Linked DNA regions of Mus musculus: region 2 is linked to region 1. The links are chromatin contacts, called in public HiChIP or PLAC-seq maps. All regions are on one chromosome and are shown on one strand. The core of a region is the stretch at or near the end of the contact, and the rest is flanking DNA. Distances in the headings are between cores, read along the strand shown.

The links. HiChIP or PLAC-seq counts read pairs in DNA pulled down with a chosen protein or histone mark.
Region 2: an H3K27ac HiChIP or PLAC-seq map of heart atrium shows a contact between it and region 1, with 10 times the contacts expected there. The contact joins two enhancer-like sites. A contact is called at or near these places in 1 of 484 Hi-C or Micro-C datasets (bone marrow-derived macrophages) and 4 of 115 datasets of contacts at active chromatin or transcription factors (cardiomyocytes, embryonic stem cells and heart atrium).

The regions. Positions count from the first base shown.
Region 1 is chr1:92,031,323-92,035,924 of GRCm38.p6, forward strand. The region is part of intron 3 of Hdac4 (histone deacetylase 4); the gene reads right to left. Among named protein-coding and RNA genes, the nearest start is that of Hdac4, 150 kb to the right of the region's middle. Within about 2 kb of position 2,304, at least 31 of the 459 cell types and tissues checked have an H3K27ac peak or open chromatin away from gene starts, as enhancers often do. A contact at or near this core is called in heart atrium, where this site is marked.
Region 2 is chr1:92,341,213-92,346,042 of GRCm38.p6, forward strand. No RefSeq gene overlaps it. Among named protein-coding and RNA genes, the nearest start is that of Gm35992, 36 kb to the right of the region's middle. Within about 2 kb of position 2,844, at least 22 of the 459 cell types and tissues checked have an H3K27ac peak or open chromatin away from gene starts, as enhancers often do. A contact at or near this core is called in heart atrium, where this site is marked.

The DNA of each region.
Region 1 (4,602 bases), core at 1,054-3,553:
TATGCAGACATTCACTGGGTTAGGGCAAGAGCCCTGTATGTCCTCCCTCCAGAAAGCCCCTCCACACTGCTCTGGTTGCTGTGCTTCATCTGCCTATACATAAGCACTGAATCCAAGGGAAGGAGGCAAGAACGTTGCCTACTGGAAGGAACTCAAGTTTAGAAGGAAGTTCAAGGACAACACTGGTGGTATATGCCTGAACCAGACCCTGGCCATAAGGTGCTGATGGTCAGCAACTTAGGAACCTGACTTTGATCAGAGACCTAAATGTGGCTATCCTGTATCCCTGCTTCTGGCTAAGCCTTTAGGGTCTTCTACTCACGGATACAGGGTAGTCTTGAACCAAGAGATCCCCTAAACCTTCTTCCTGGGTAAACTAACTGACAATACTGAGCACATAGACTTGAATAAGAAAGGTACCTTGTGCTTGTGGTCCCTGGCATTCCCGTTGCCACTCCCACCCAGCAAGTCCCAAAGCTGGCCTAGGTTACCAAATGACTAGAGCTCTGGCCCCAGGACTCTGCTTTGTCCATAGAGTAAAGCTGGGGAGAACTCTAACACCAGAACCCTGGTGTTCGGCCTCAAGATACAGCTCTCCTGCAGAGAGTCCATAGGACTCAGAAGGGAGGTGTGAGCCACCACACAGATCCTCTTGGTACCCATCAACAGGTTCTGACAGCACACTGACTTCTGACCTAGCCCTTTGGTCTCCACTGAATCTGCCAGAGCTAAACTGTCAAAGGGTAGGAGCAGACAGAGCCCAAGGAATAAGTAGGCCTTGGTCTAACAGCCTGCCCAGCCATAGGGCCACCAAGCAACCAAAAAGGCAATTGGATCTTCATGTCCAACAGAAGCCCACTGTGGCCCATGAGCTAATCTCTCCTACCACACATAGTAGGATCAGCAAGGCTTCTGCCCTCCTCATCAGTGAGGCAAGGGATGTTTCTACTTTCCACACCTTGGCTCAAGCAAGGTTCATTAGAAGCCTTTTATTTGAGCTTTGCTTGCTCCCTGGGCAGGGGCTCTCTCACACACAGGGATAAGGACTGGATTACTCTCCTTGCCTTGCCTTTTTAACCTCTTATTACAAAATGAAACAAGATGAAAAAGTTATCAGGCCAGTTTTGTAGAACGACATTATTTCCATGTTTTCAGGGTAAGGAATTAAAGTGAGCCATCTCCGTTTAGAAAGGGGAAGACTTCCTGAAGGAACCTCAGGGTAAGCTCCTTCCTCAGTCCTCAGGGGGCACAGTAGGTAACAGCTGCTGCTACATGCTGGGGTTTTAACTGTCCCCCTATTTTGAGCTCACATATACGATCCTTAAACTTGCCACTCTCTTGGTTAAATGTCTCAAGCTATTTAATGTGCCTTGATTTCCTGGGGTAAGTTACATCACCTTTCTCAGGTAGAGACACATAGGGTCCCTGGTGGGCTTAGTCTGTGGCCACTTTATTTTAGAATATGAGTTGATTAGGGGTGATAATTAGCCTATAATCAATCACACAACTTTAAATTCTTAAGTGTCTAGTTAAACAGTGATAATTTGGCTTAAATAAAAACTCATGAAGAATTAATGAAACCATGGCACGGCCTCACAGCTTGCAAGCTGTCTTTTTCTGTGTGTTACCTCACCCTGGGAGAGGAGGCAGGTGTGACTCCTATAATTTTGCTGACATGACTTATGATCTACATATTAACAAGGCTGTATCAAAGATGCTGGCCACAAGAGCATGCCATCTGCCCATCTCTAATTTTCACAGGAGGATACCATTAGGAATGCCTAGCAGCTCTTTCAACATCAAGTATACAACCTTTAAAAGGATCATCTGAGTTAACTTCAAGAACACGACAGGCCAATCATCCCTGCCAGTGAACCCATATACTGGTCACAGGGATAGTTGAAGTGGAAACTTAAGGGTTCACGGAGAGTCAGTTGTTCTGGATGGTGTTTTGCTGGGCAAACACATGAAGGAGTGTTTTCCTGAAGTGGACACAGGTGAAAGACTAAGGCAGACTCATGAAAGAACATTTCACTGAAGCAGATACTGGAGAGGATGTTCTGCTAAAGCAAGTACTCAAAAGCACACATGACGAAGGATTCTTTTTTAACAACATGCATGTATTGGTCCATCTTACATTGCATAGTTGAGCTGCATTTGTCAGGACTCCATAGAGAGAATCACAGTAAAAAAAAATCTTCTGGTGGTGTACTGCAGTTTCTTGCCACTTCCAGGGACTCAGGCTGATTGGCAGAGTAATATCAGCTGAGACAGACGCACATGCTGAAGCAAGGCACAAGGTAGACATGTGATGTTTGGAGGGTATAATTAGTACTCGATGGAGTGATGGAGACAGGCTGGGCTTGCTAGTACGGCTGTGCAATGCTTGCGGGTCTCGTGTCTTCCCTTCTCTGAGAGAGGCACAGCCAAGAACTTCTCCTGCTGTTCCATCTAGTCACTTCTGCTGACTCGAGCCCAGGCTAAGGCCTGGCTGTGTCTGCTAGGTCCTGTTACCAGTGTTGCTACCTACCGAACTGGATTACTGGTGTATCTGAAGTGAGAGTGGATTGAGCTGCCACTGCCTGCTAACCTGTGAACCGAACTGCCAATTTCCAGACAACACAGACAGGAGTTGCTCCAAAGAACCTTTTTAAAGAGGTCCACTTCCCTACCCCTTATCTTTTCTTTTCCACTTTCTATGGTGAGTGGTGGGTTACAAGGGAGGTTAAAGCATTTAAGAACCATCATTAAAAATATGATTTGAAAAAAAATTAAACTTATAGATACTGGAGCTAGAGAAATGGCTCAGAGTTTAAGTGCACTTGCTGCTTAAGGACTAGAGTTCAGTTCACAGCACCCACGGTAAACAGCTCACAACTGCCAATAACTTCTAGCTTCAAGAAATCCAAATCCGATGCCTTCCTCTGGCCTCTACAGGCACAGCTGGGGGTACTGAATGCTTAGGGACTGGCAGGGCAGGATGTACAGAGGGCAGCTGGGGGGTGGGATGGACTTCCCATTGCAAATCCGGCAGTATAGCTCCAGCGGTGGAAAGACTAAGCTGCTCAGCTGCTCCTCCTCAGTTATAGGGCAGAGATATAGCCAGCTGGAACAGTTTCCATAGTAGCACTTCCCTGTTTCTTAGAGCCTGTTACAAGAAAACCACAATCACGCTTGGTCCAAAGGATACTAAAGTGAGTGTTGTAACAACTGAAACTCTTTTCAGTCAGAAGCCAACTGTACAGCACTGAGACTTCCCATTGCAAATCCAGCACTATAGCTCCTGACCTCCAGGTCAAGCTGGCCAGTCCCCTACCAAGGAAAGTAAAAGGGTCATTGGGGTCTCTGAACAAGAGCCAACATGTGTGACTGATGGGGCACACTTTGATAAAGAACAGCAGGGGGGCACTCTGAAGGTACTTGCCATGCACTGAACAGAGCTTTATCTTAACAAACTAAAGCTGATGACAGGGGGAGGCAGAGCTATTACCTGTGTTGAGTTCTGCTGCATCTTCATTCCGTATGCTCAGTTTACTAATGTTTTCATGCCTAAGGCATTCTTTTTAAAGCTTTAAAAGAAGCTGTAACCTTGGGTACTTTAAGGTACCCTAAACTTGTGAGCTGGACTGAAAAGTGAGTGAGTGTCACCTAAGACTGCTGCCCACTCTTCCCTCAGGCAGTGCCCATGCTTCCAGTCTCCACTTCCTAACTTCTAGGAGCCCAACAGCTGAAGAAGCAGCCAAGGACAGGGTTTGTTCTGGGCTCTGTGTGGACTACAGCTCTCCAGAGGGTACCTACACTGGAGGATTGAAGAAGAGAGGCATCACTCCCAGAGCACGAGCACCACAGAGCAAATAAGACCCATGTGACAGTTCACTGAGACCCCTCTTCAAGTCCACAGTGGGCCTGGGCTCAACTGTTCTACATGAGAGCAGAGGGCAGTGCTAGGTCCCAGCACTGGTCCCTCAATAAAGTCTGCCTGCCAGTGAGCTCCAAGAAGCACTTCCTTGCCACAATAAGTGTTGGGAAGGACAGAAAGCCTGCCTCGGCCTTTATCCTGAAGTACCAATCAGAAGTCCACTCTTGGCTACAGAAGGTGGAAGACAGCAGAAGACCAAAGGCCCTCTGTTACCTGTGACTCACATCCATACCTTGTCACTGCTGTTGCTTCCTCTCAAGTAAGGCCACCTTGGCAGACACAAAATGAGGCCTGGAACCCACACAGTCAAGGAGACTTGGTCATGGGCTCCTGAGAACATGGCCTGCTCATTCCCACAGTCATCATCAGGAGTCTGGCTGTAGCCCTGCTCAAGTGCCAGCTGCAGAGATTGAGGCCATGGTCCCCATTCACTCATGAGAGCATGGCATTGGCAGTTATGACAAGAATGACTTGTGCTATTTCTGTATCGAAATCACTGGAAATGCCACAAGTTCCCAACAGAAGCTGTTGGTGCTTTTGACCTAGGGCTCCAGGAGAAGAAAACGAAATCCTCTCTTCTTAAAGAGTACAGCGTCAGAACAATAATGCCTGTATGCTCAGGAATATTCTATGGAGGGGCTGAAAATTCCTCCATAGGCTGTGCTTTGAAAAGCTTATCAATA
Region 2 (4,830 bases), core at 1,594-4,093, 310 kb after region 1:
ATTCACGTAACCCTCGTGGCAACACCAGCCAACATCAGCCAACACAAGAGGCTCTGAGGAAGTTGGGGTCAGGGTGGTCACAGGAGCTGCCTAGTCTCAGAGGCAGATCCAGGACTAGAATCTGTGTCTGGTTGCCTATTGACCCATGCAACCAACCAGTAGCAAGGCCTGGGAAATGGGGAGAGACAGAAAGCATCTGCAGCTATCCCAAGCAGGATGAAATTGCCTTACCACAGGCCTGCTCTCCGGAGAAGAAGGCTGAGGCTTCTGTGACCTGGCATGGCAGGGAGCTGTGAGAAGGAGCAGTTATTCAGGAAAACACAAACTGGACCACAAAGGCAGTCAGGAAGGAAAACCTGCTGCGATCCAGACTGAGGGACCAGCAAGGAGAAGATGTTAGGTCAAAAGCTAGTTTAGCCACAGAACACGGGGTCCTCTGGGCAGAAGACAGATAGAAAGAGACCCAGATGAGTGTGCAAAGGGAGTAGGCTAAGGACCTCACCTGCCCTAGGCTAGAATGGCCTACTGTCTGGGAAGGCTCTAAGCAGACTCCTCTCCTCAGGTTGCTTCTGGGCCCATGGCTATCATCTGTGGGTTACTGCAGAGCAGTCCTGAGAACCTGGGTCAGGTAAGTGACAGTTATTGGCCCAGTGTCCTGAGCAATTTCTTCCCAGTTCTGTGCTTTGACTTCTTGCTCTCTCAAAAGGATCCTCTCTTCCTCCAGAGAGATGCTGTGCAGTCGCCATCTCAGAGAAAACCTCCTCCCGCTCCCCACAGGGCCCAACATAGACACACACGGAAAGGACATACCCAAGGGACAGCCTGTGCAGATGTGCCCATGCCAGTGTGAGGCTCACCATCTCGCTGTCATTCCTCTGTGTCCACATGCTGACCAAGATGAAATCCACTCAGAACCTGCACTTGGAGATACTGATAGGATCAATGGGGTTTCCCAGGTTAGAACACACAAAAAGCAAATAGTAAACAAAGCCAAGCGTACTTAAAGGAGGTGAGCTCACATTTGTGCTTGATCTAGGAATGGCCTGGAACGCCCTGCCAGACCACAGCCTTGCACAGACCAGAGCAACCTTACTCAGAAAATACTTTTGCAAGGGCATCCACCCAGCCGTGGCCTGCCCGAGTTTGGACGGGCGCCACCTTGTTATTGATCCTTGAACACTCCTGTTTTAAGTCTCAGTGGAAGAAATGGCTGTTTCAAAACAGCTTGTGTGAGCCTCTCCATCTCGCCTGTAGAAATGTCCCCTTGTCTCTGTATCCTTGAATCTGCGGTGAGCTCCCCAGTCTCTGAAAATGTACTTGCTACTTGCGAGGTGACAGGAACGGAGAAGGGCAGGTTTAGGTGACACACTAAGGCCCTTTCAAGTCTTACCCCACACACGTCGTGTCAGCCAGCACTGTGGTAATGTTTTTAGGCACCAAGAGAGGACACAATCTGAAGGTGTCACCAAGGCATCAAGACAGCTACTCCCCCATAGGGCCAGGGGCTGCTGTCATCTAAGTGGCTTTTACTGAAGACTGGCTTGAATTTAAAATCTGATTTGATGCAGGGTAAGAACTAGAAAAACTGTAACCATAGCCTGTGGCTGTACTTCCCGGACTCATTCATGTCAGTGAGACAGACACAGAAGGCCTCTGTATGACCAGGAGACAGTGACCAGGAAAGCAATTGGAAGGTCCTAAGCTCAGGAAAGGGCTGGGGCTTTGAGTTGCTCTGGGCTGGATAGTGGGTCTTATATCAGAGACCTGGCCCTCAAGTGGGGACATAGTGTGAGTGTGGTCGACCAGTAAGCTCCTCTTTGCTACTCTATTCAAAATAAAAACAAACTCACCTTGGGACTGACCTCAGGAATCGGATCCGTGGTTGCTGAATGCTAATGGAGAAGCAGCTTAGTGGCCAGGGCTTGGGGGAAAGGGTCCCTGCTTCCCAGCTGTCACCCACGCTTGGCCTTGGTGGCACCACCCAGCCCTGCTCTCTACCAGGGCTCCTCATAAGCGGAACTGGCACCCATTCCTGTCTGCTTACCACTGTTGTCCCCTTCAGTGCAGTGCATTCCCCTAAAGCGTGTCCCCTGTCCTCATGGTGGCCCTGTCCTCTCCTGCCCTTGGCTCAGTATCCTCAGACCAGGTTGTTCTAACCCCACTTGGTTTCCTCCCCTCAAGCACAGTGGCTGAGTCTATGTCTGATTATGTCTCTCATTTGCACTTTGAACATCGGCAGGCTGTTTTCCTGAGAACCCTAGCTGCCATCCGCTTCCTGCAAGAAACAGCTGGCCCTTTGGAGTGTTGTCATAAGATACCCACCCTATGACTGATGCCAGCTCTTGGGCAATATAGCCTTTGGTTCTTGGTTCTCATGCCCTCTCTCCATGGCCCACACAGAACCTTCTGAGACCGTCTTCTTACTTCTCGAATGCGCTTTCAGTCTCCCACCTCCAGCTCTTCAAATGTAAGCCTTTTATCTCTCTTACCTCTGCCCAGCCAGAAAGCTCTATAGCAAATATATCAGGAATGTCTTCTTGGGGCTGGGTCACTGCCATGCACAACAGCCAGTTGGCAAGAACAAGGGGCTGGTCCCATGATGTTCAGGATGCAGACCAAGGTGGGGGAGAGAATGCAGAGGAGGGAGAGAGGGTGCCAGGGCAGATGCTAAATCTGTCACCAACCTGCAGGTGTGAGGGCCCAGCCTGGGTGTTGGGAGACAAGATAGGTCTCTTTCCTGCCAGAACATCTTCATGGCAGCTCCAGTTCCAAAGGCGTGGGTGACAGCTGGAGTGGCTGACCTCACTCAGTAAACTGAGCTCCACTGTAATCCATCTGCCTACTGGACATGCCAGCACCGGCTCACATAGCTGCCAAGCTTGGTGAGGACTGTGGGTGAGCACTGTTGTCTCTCCCATTTCCCTGCCTCCCTTGGAGTGCACCTCTGGAGACCTGGTCCAGAGAAGTTAATGTGCCCCACGCACACAGTGAGCAGGAAGCTGGGCTACCTCTCATCCTGGCCGGTGTGTTCCTGCCATACCTGGGCTGCCCAGTGCCCCTCTTCACATGTAGCCTTCTGCTCTCCAGCTCTCATTTCTAAAGACAGCCTGAGATATCGGGGTCATATACCATTCTCCGTTCCCAAGGGCTGCAGCACTCTAACATGACTCTCTTGGTGGAAATAGCCTCAGGACCCTGAAAGCCAACCTACCCCAACTTGCAAAGAAACTGGTAGACTCTGAGGCTCACCCTTCTCTCCAGTTCCTCAGATGTCTGGATTTCCAGCCCTTTCTCTCTTGCTCCACCCTCCTTGTTCCTGGGGCACTAAGGCAATTGCAGATGCCTATGAGAAGAGCCGCTCCCCTCTGCACAGCCAACCTTGAGGCTTTCAGGAGGGCTCCACCCACTCCTGATCACCCCAAACTACCTGGTTCAGTCTGTAGTTGGGAGTTGAGGATTTGGGGTGGAGTAGGGCACGTAGATAGGAGTTGAGGCTGCAGAAGCTACAGTGCTCCATGGTACAAGCTTTAGAGCCCAGGCTGTGGGCAGAGATCATAGAGGGTCTAGGACCCCTGAGGCAGAGAATGGAGTTGGAGGCTAGATTGTGTGCTAGAAGCAGTGGAGGAATTAGCTAGGGGAGGAGGATCCAGGCAAACTAAATGCTGGAGAGTGATAAAGGGACTTTTCCTTCCCACTGAGGCCCAGGGCTAGTGCCTGCCTGGCTGCTGGGGGGCCAGGACCCAGAGACAGCTAGTCTTCTTCTGTTGTAGTGATGTCCCCAGCCCAACAGATACTGTATGGGAACTGCCAGACCTATGAGTCTTGAACAAGCCAGGAACCGAGCAGATCTGCTGGGAATGCCTAACAGAAGCCCTCCAAGCTCCTTACCCCTATTACCATGAGTGAAGGATACCTCCTTCCTTGGATAAGATATGGGACTCCCCATCATCCCAGTTAACTCTAATGGAGGGCTGATAGTCACCATTCTGGGTCAGGACTGATGGTCACTCAGGTCTGGTTAAGTATCAGACTGTGGCTGGAATACAGGTCACTGGGTCCCACAGGTCACATGGTGCTTTGGAACTGGCCCTCCCTACCTTCTTCTGGGTATTTGAACCTGCCTCTACTTCCTCATCTTGCTCTCACTGCAAAGCCATGCCTCTTCTCTCTGCCTGGAGCTGGGCCCCTCCCCACACTGAGAGAAAGCACAACCACACAGGTTTGATGGGGCAGAATCCAAGTTTCAGGCAAGACGTGGCTTAGAAGCCTTCACTCTGCCCATCCCCCCTGCTGTCCACATGCCAGATGTTCAAGGCGAGTGTCACTGGTCCACACAGCCTATGAGACACCAACAGTCAGCTTGTGAAAGTGGGCTGCCCCTTCCTCGGGGTTGCAAAGTGAAAGGCAGCCCCACTTCTCAGCTCCTCATCACCAGTGTGAGAAACTGAGCAGGGCCTGGTCCCCAGCGAGTACAGAGTAAGTTCCGAGTTCTTGAGCAGCAGTTCTCAACCTGGAGGTCTTGACCCCTTTGTGGGGTTGCATATCAGATATTTACATTATGAGTCATTTAAAAGTAGCAAAATTACACTTATGAAGTAGCAAGGAAATAATAACACAAGGAACTGTATTAAAGGGTTACAGCACCAGGAAGGCTGAGAGCCACCGCTCTTGAAGGATGCTACTGGGGGCTAAGGGCACTCACTTCAGTCAACACATCACACGTGGAACTCAGCTCCACAGAGCATGTGCAAGCCTCTTCCCCTGTTGTTAATTAGGACGATTCATCCCGTTGACAGCTATGGGAGACTCTGTGTCAGGTTGAACAGAGAC